Regions from separate parts of the Zea mays genome. Here region 1 is linked to region 2. A link is a contact called in public Hi-C data. All regions are on one chromosome and are shown on one strand. The core of a region is the stretch at or near the end of the contact, and the rest is flanking DNA. Distances in the headings are between cores, read along the strand shown.

What was found. A called contact is a pair of places that touch in the nucleus more often than the background predicts.
Region 1: a contact with region 2 is called in a Hi-C map of ear, with 1.8 times the contacts expected there. The contact joins the promoter of LOC100284078 here to the promoter of LOC103646370 in region 2. A contact is called at or near these places in 3 of 25 Hi-C or Micro-C datasets (ear, endosperm and tassel).

The regions. Positions count from the first base shown.
Region 1 is chr2:45,238,075-45,241,934 of Zm-B73-REFERENCE-NAM-5.0, forward strand. It overlaps LOC100284078, which reads left to right and starts at 2,005. Exons shown (of 3, transcript NM_001156976.2): 1 at 2,005-2,510. The coding sequence starts at 2,065.
Region 2 is chr2:45,012,513-45,016,456 of Zm-B73-REFERENCE-NAM-5.0, forward strand. It overlaps LOC103646370, which reads left to right and starts at 2,015. Exons shown (of 1, transcript NM_001365043.1): 1 at 2,015-2,979. The coding sequence starts at 2,172. The coding sequence ends at 2,831. LOC100279807 (Lipoyl synthase, mitochondrial) reads left to right here. Exons shown (of 4, transcript NM_001152763.1): 3 at 1-44; 4 at 500-922. The coding sequence ends at 622.

The sequences.
Region 1 (3,860 bases), core at 755-3,254, 230 kb after region 2:
AGCCTTCTACAGCCTTAGGAGCAAATTTAGATTTTCTACCTCTTTTAACAAGAATAAAGCATTTGCTACCAAAGACTCTAAAATATGAAACATTGGGCTTTTTACCGGTGAGGAGTTCATATGATGTCTTGTTGAGGATTCGGTGAAGGTAGAGACGATTGATGGCGTAGCAAGCGGTGTTGATTGCTTCTGCCCAAAACCGGTCCGAAGTCTTGTACTCATCAAGCATGGTCCTCACCATGTCAAGTAGAGTTCTATTCTTCCTCTCCACTACACCATTTTGTTGTGGTGTGTAGGGAGAAGAGAACTCATGCTTGATGCCCTCCTACTCAAGGAAGCCTTCTGTTTGTGAGTTCTTGAACTCCGTCCCATTGTCGCTTCTAATCATTTTGATCCTTAAGCCGAACTCATTTTGAGTCCGTCTCAATAATCCCTTTAAGGTCTCTTGGGTTTGTGATTTTGAATTCTATGGACCACCTCGTCTTCCTTCACATATAATTCCTGCAATACTCAGATTTTTATCACAATCAGATTATCTCCAGTCAGATTTTTAGAAAAGTTGATCAGAAAAAAAAGCCAAAGCAAACAAGTCAAATCAGTGGCTATGCCCCTATAGAATCATCTTCCACTTCTATACCTCCTCTCCGCACGCTCATGAGTCCACGAAGAATAGTAGTGTAGAACTTGTTGGGCCTATGCTTCGTCGCCGAAGGTCTTACAGGAAGAAGCGGTCTTCGGCTGAAGCTGTTTGTATAAGATGGCCGAAGGTTCCTCTTCGTGAAGCTTCGGTATTACAAACCGACTTAAAGATAGAATGACCTTTTAGTCCATAAAGGTCTGAGTCAATGTTGTAAGCTTTTATAAGGGGCATACTTGTAATTCCTCACAGGCTGCGTCCTGTGCCTATAAATAGTGAACAGTATTCCTTTACTGTTCACGCATTCTGGTAATTGCAATCGCATCTCTCAGAATCCAACCTTTGCCAAGGCATAGGTATTATTGTATTTAATGATTCAATATATTAAGTAGATATAATATAATTCGTCTATGATTTATTCACCCATCTTATACCTTTTATTTTATGTTGTCTTACAATATCTATTGAAATTTTATTACGAAGGTTTAACTTCGTAATTATACTCTCATCAGCCTTCGTCCAAGGCCCATTATCCTCAAGGGAATAATGTTTCATGGACGAAGGACGTTAACATTTAACACTTTATGTTGCCTTGTTCTTAATTCATAGCATTTGAGAACAAGTCCCCAACAGAACTCTACAACAAATACATTATGAACGTGTTTGGTATAACTCTGCTCCATTACAGAGTAGCTCTACTTCAAATTTTAGGTTGTGTAACCAGTGACAATGACAAATAAATAACTCTAAACTCCATGTTTAGATTGCTATATTAGAGACTACGTAGCAGCAACAAATAAATTGTACTGTAGTTCTAAAAACTCTATGGAGTTTACAACTCTGAAGTTACTGTGTTTGGCAGGCTCTAGTTAGCTCTACCTTAGAGTTTTGTACTAGAGTCATGCCAAACACGCTCTATATATCCATTTTGCTATAGATATTGGAGCACAAAACTCAATCCTTGAAATTAGACTATAACTAAAAACTCACTCTCCTACAGAGTGTCACCCCTATGAATTACATGGAATTAGACTTCTAAACTCTAATTCGATAATATTTAAAATAATAAAAAAATAAAAAATATTTTGCTTCAATACGACTGATTTGATATTAAACTTAATTCAATTCTATGTCCTATACGGCCATTCAAACCGATAAATAGGTATCATCTTTTTCCTCCGTCAAAAAGAGAAAATACAACCATTCGTATCACTAGTTCAAATTTAATTAAATTTATAGTAAATAATATATTTTGCACAATAATTTTTAATATAATTTCAAATATTTTCATTTCCTGAAAATAAGAATTGTATATATCTTTGTGGAGGGACGAAGTACCAGGCTACCACGCGTCCACGCCTCACCATCGCAGAAGCGCAGTAGGAAGCCGGACAAAGCTACGCAAGGAGGGAGAAAGCGTGTAAACCATGGCGTCCTCCGCGTTCCTCAACGCTCTCGTCCTCCGATCGCCATCACCGTCGCTCTCGTCCTCGTCTAACCGCCGCAGCACCGGCGCCTTCGCGTTCCCGAACCCACCGCGCTTCCCATGCCTGCGTTCTGCGCGTCGACTCGTCCTTGCGAGGGCGGCGGCAGCGCCGGCGCCGGGCGATGGCCCCGAGGACGAGTGGGGGCCGGAGCCCGAGGGCGGTTCCGCTGTCACGGGGGCCGCGGTGGCGGAGGCGCCGGAGGCGAGAGAGGTCGCGGAGCTCAAGGCGCAGCTAAAGGACGCGCTGTACGGCACGGAGCGGGGCCTGCGGGCGTCCAGCGAGTCACGAGCCAAAGTGCTGGAGCTCATCACGCAGCTCGAGACGCGCAACCCCACGCCGGCTCCTACGGAGGCGCTTACGCTCCTTAACGGGAAGTGGATCCTCGCGTAAGAAACCGCCTTTTGATCCCGGTCTCTTTCTTAGTTTCTTCCCCCTTCGACAGCTGGAGTGGTACTGTTGTCTCTCGTGGTCGGTGAAATTCATATGGTGTGTCCTGAACTTATAGGGCAAGAGGGCACTAATTTTACTGGAAATTTCACCACTTCTGAGTTTGGTACAGTGATTCTTAGAGAAGTTGCACAAATTTAAACTGGTGAGATTGATCTCATGCCTTTAAATGCTTATTACAAGTGGGCACTGAAATCTGCTACTCTGCGGACTGCTCGATGGATGCTGAAAACTGCATAGTTTGGATTTTACCTCTCAGATTGGTATTGGCTGATGAAAAACTGTTAAGAATTTTCTATGAATTGATTTTCCCCTTTTTCCCGAATAATTTCAGCATGACATGGGCTACTGAGAAATTGTTCCAGTATGATAGAACGCTTTAGGTTGAGAAATCGCTTGATCCTACTCTGGTTAAATTGAGAGTGCTGGATTCCTTTCAAGGTTCACAATAGAACCAAAGATGCTACAAAATTGTGAGGCAACCATAAATTTCACTTATGTGGTTAATTAAGCTTACTTACCTGGTCAATATTTTGAGCTTACATAGCACACATCCACACATACTCCTCCGTTCCAAAATATTTGTCATTCTCTACGAGTCAACCATTTTTATCTTTGACCAAATATATACAACAAAATATTAATATTTATAGTACATAATTACTATTATGAGATAGATCTTTGTATCTGTTTTCCTAATAAACTTATTTGGAGATACATATGTTGCTAATAGTTTCTACAAGTCCAGTCAAACTTGAGAAACTTTGATCGACACGAATACCACAGCGACAACTCTGTTGTTGCTATGACACGTTGATGACTTGGTGTCATCCTTGGCGTGTGTTTATTCTATGGTGGTCAAGCGTGTGTTGATCTTGATAAGGTATTCCTTTATCTCAGTGAAGCGCTTGTGAGGTTATTGATGAACGCGAAGCAGCTGCTGCAGCACCATGGTGGTGTTGGTGTTGCCTATGGATCCGATCAGGTCTCCGGATACCAAGTGTCATGGTCCTGCTTGGGGGGGTGGCCGGTTGGGGCTAGAGTGGTTGGTGGTTAGGGCTAGCGGCGGCACACAAGAGAGAAGGGGGCACTTGTATTTATAGTCCATAGAGGACTTGTATTCCAAGCAAACTAAAGGAAGAGTCCTTAGGCTATCCGCAACCGTTACCCCTAAATTTTTCCCCCTATATCACTTCCCCCCTATTTTTCCCCCTATTTTTTCATCCCCGCAGCGGTCCCCCCTAAATACTCCCCTATATCCCACTACAATTATAAAATATCATTTTCTA
Region 2 (3,944 bases), core at 765-3,264:
CGCCTGAAGCTTTTGAGAAGTATCGGGCCCTTGGTGTCGAAATGGTATGCCTATCTTTCTCGCATGTATATCAATGTTTTATCAATCCTGATGCCTCTTTGTTCGACCTATGACGGGTAAGACAGTCTCTGGGTAGTATATTAAGGTTTTTTTTTTAACCCCGCTCTGAAATGATTATTGGACATCATTGTTTGGCAGCTTAGAATGCTGCAAAAGGAAGAACCATAAATAGCATTTCCATTCCTTTTTGTGATTCTATCTTAGTAATCCAAACATAGTTGTGCTAGCAAAACGAGGCTTTAGAAACCTTCGTTTTTTCACCTATGCTGCAGCGTCGGTTCGTTTGTAGGCTTCATTACTTGTCATCGTTCTTATCGGTTCCTAGAATCTCTCATCGTCACCGAGCTTCAAGCACAGAGTCGTTTTCCCCGCATCTGCTCGTATTTAGCTGGGGGGGTTGCTGACAGAACCGCCTTATCTTTTGTTGCAAATGGCACAGGGGTTCCGCTACGTTGCGTCTGGGCCAATGGTCCGGTCTTCGTACAAGGCAGGTGAATTCTACATCAAGGCTATGATCGAAGCGGAGCGAGCCAAGGGAACCGCTGCAGACTCAAGTGCATAACCGAGATAGCACCTCCCGGCCCCACCCACCCCTTGACTTGGTTGTGCTGCAAATAAGCTCCTCACTGCTTTTGTAGTCAGAGAGACATGTCGATTTTTTACGTCATAATTGTAACCACACATTCACTTCTATTTTTTTTGGTCAATTGAACAGTTCCGGCGCCTTCGTGCCTTGGTTCATCCTCCCTCTCAAGTCCAAGAAAAAAAAAGAGGTATTTGTTGTAGCAGTATATTTAGGCGACCGCTTCCTTTGTATCTCGCTCGTACAGAACATGAATACAGGGCGTGGGGTTTCTGTGCCGTTGGTAGATCCAATCTGCCGCAGATCTGAATCAGATATCCAGATCACACACACACACAAGAGGCAGACGGAGCTTGCAGGTAGTGCGGAAATCCTGGAGCACTCCGCGCGTGGCTGGGACGGAGTCAATTTGACCATCTTTTGCGCGGTCAACCGACTCGACATGGCAAAAGCAGGAACGCTGCTGCCCTGCCACTGGCTCGTACGTGAACGATCTGGGATTATGGCTGGATGATCGTCCGTCAGATGGCCGTGGCCCCCAGTGGAGGAGGCAGCTGGGCAGTGTTGCTTGCAATAATGCTAGGAACATGTAGTGATGAAATGTGGTGTTGCTGTTGCTCTCCTAATTGAATCTGTCGACATCCCCATCCAAGGCGCGAGTGTAGTGTAGGCACCCCCCACCATCTCCTCCGGCCACTGCAGCTGCAGGCAGTGGATCCGGGTCAACCGAGCACTAGAACGCTCGCTCGCCCCCCCGAATCACGCGACTGGCCGGAGTTCTCCGAGCGCGAATCACCGATAAGAACACGTTTAACATCGTCTCCAGAGTCCAGAGCGGGGGGAAAGGCGGCTGGGCCTGGGAGAGTCCCCGTCTGCTTATCCGATGGATCCGAGGTGTAATACAACTAGTTCGGAACCGCCCGTCCCCATCTGCTTATCCGATGGATCCGGTGCGGACGTGCGCAATCAGTCTACCTCCCCTGCGTCCATGGCCGCCTCCCCCCGCATAATTAACCACACATCTGCTAACCCCGCATAATAATTAACGATATCGGCCTCGCAATTTGATGCGGCGCATCCTTATCTGCCCATCGGCTAGCTGATCGGTCCCCGTCACTGCTCCAATGGCCAAATCACCCTTGACACGCCCAAGGGTTCACGCGGGGATCAAAGCCAACACCCCCCACTACCACTACAAGGCTGGACGAATCGCAGCCCACTCGGCTGGCCTGGCTCCATCGATCGATCGGGCGGTCCCTCGAGAAAGCGAGGGCCGTTTCCACGAGCGCAGAGCACTCGTGTGCGCGTGCGTGTCTGTCCGCCTATATATCGGAGCCTTGCGCATGCAACTCTACTACTACTACTACTCCACATCAGCTCAACCCTACCCAGCGCTAGCCCTACGAACCGCAGCTGAGTATTCAACTAGCTCGGACGACCAGCAGTGCTGCTGCGTGCGTACGTTGCTGTTATAGCTAGCCACTGCCCCCTGCAAGAAGCGCGCAAGGCATAACATAACCAACCATTCATGGCCGGATCGAGGGCGCAGCCGAGCCTCGAGTTGAGCGTCAGGGTCGTCAGGGTGGACGGCCTAGACCAAGAGCAGCTGGAGCGCGGCGGGACCCTCTTCCTGAGGTACTACGTGCCGGCAGGGGACGGGCGGCGGCGGCTGCGCGTGGACACGCGGGAGGTCCCGTGCGGCGGGGACCTGCGCTGGGGCGGCGAGCTCGCGCGCTTCGAGCGCCGTGGTGGCAGCAGTGGCACTGGCGGCGCGGCGCCGGCCGCGGGGATCGCGTTCGAGCTGCGCTGGAGGCCGCGCCCGTCCTCGTCCGGGCTGGCGGCGGCGTTGCTGGGGGCCGCGGCACGGGCAAGGAGGCCGTCGTCGCGGGTGCTGGCGCGCGCCGAGCTCCCGTGGCCCGACGTGTCGTCGTCGTCGCGGCCGGCGGAGCGGTGGCTCACGCTCTCGCTCTCGCAGGTGGGCCGCGACCGCGAGCTGGGCGGGTGCAAGGCGCCGAAGCTGCTCGTCGAGGCCGAGGCTGTCCACGCCGTCGCCGGTGCTCAAGTGACGACGGGAAGGACGCCCGGCGGCGTGCCCCCCGAGTGCTGCCGTGCCGGCGAGCGCTGCGGCCAGTGCGGGTGGATTGGGAGCGAGGAGGACATGTTCCTCGCAGCAACGTTCAGTCACTAGGCCGTCTCAATTGTCGTTTCTCACAGCAAAATTAACAACTTCGGACACTCCCATGTCAGCGTACCTCTATCGAGTTCGAGTGTAGCGGGGTAGCCCCCAGCTCCAAGTTTTGAGAATTGAGATATGATTGATTGAATGGTTTGCGTCACTCTCCAGCTTAGCCTATTCTCAATTTATTATGAGACTGTTTGGATCAGTTTTTTTTCTTTTCTGAGGGGATTTTGTGAGAAGCTGCATGTAAGGAGAAGCTGGTGTGGAGAGAAGCTGACCTATAAAAATATAGGTGTTTGACAATAAAGTACTTTATCATCCTATAAATACAAAAATGTTACAAATTAATTTAAACTGATAGTGCATAAGTTTTACAAGTAAACATACCGTCGCTCACTCAGATTCTCACGGACGCGGCCTTCAGATCGCTTCGGACTTGGCGTGCTACTACTGCAGTCGTAGGAAGCACTTCCCGGAGAAGCTGGTCCAGAATCCGACCGTTTGGTAACCATCATGGGCTTCTGCCGGTCAGAAGCAGCTCGGAAGCTGAACCAAACACGGGCTATATCTTGTCACAATATCCAAAGATGTTATTTCATATAGCATTACATAAGATACAACTACCCGATGCATGCTACGCTGAATATTAAATGCTAATATATATGAGAGTACGAGATGTGGGCCACTTGAACGGCTAGGAAGTGGTTGATGACTATAAATACAACTCCAATCACCTCCATTCACTTCATCCTAGCATCTCATTCATTCTCATTCAATACAAGAGCAAGCACTTCATTTCAAGACACATTCAAATCTTCCAAACTCTTCCAAGTGTCATAATTGTGACTAGTGATCATCAGTGATTAGTGCCTTGGAAAGTCTAGAGAGAGTGTAATCTTGTAATTTTCTTATTGCTCTTGTTGCTTGGATTTTCTTAATCGTGCTTTCTTCAACTCTTTCTAAACTCTCAAGTGGCTTGTAAAGCTAGCAAGAGACACCTAATTGTGTGGTGATCCTTGCGGGGTCTAAGTGACTCTCGAGATTAAGAAAAAGCACTCAACCGATCTAAGTGATCGTTTGAGAGAGGGAAAGGGTTGAAAGAGATCCGGCCTACGTGGCCTC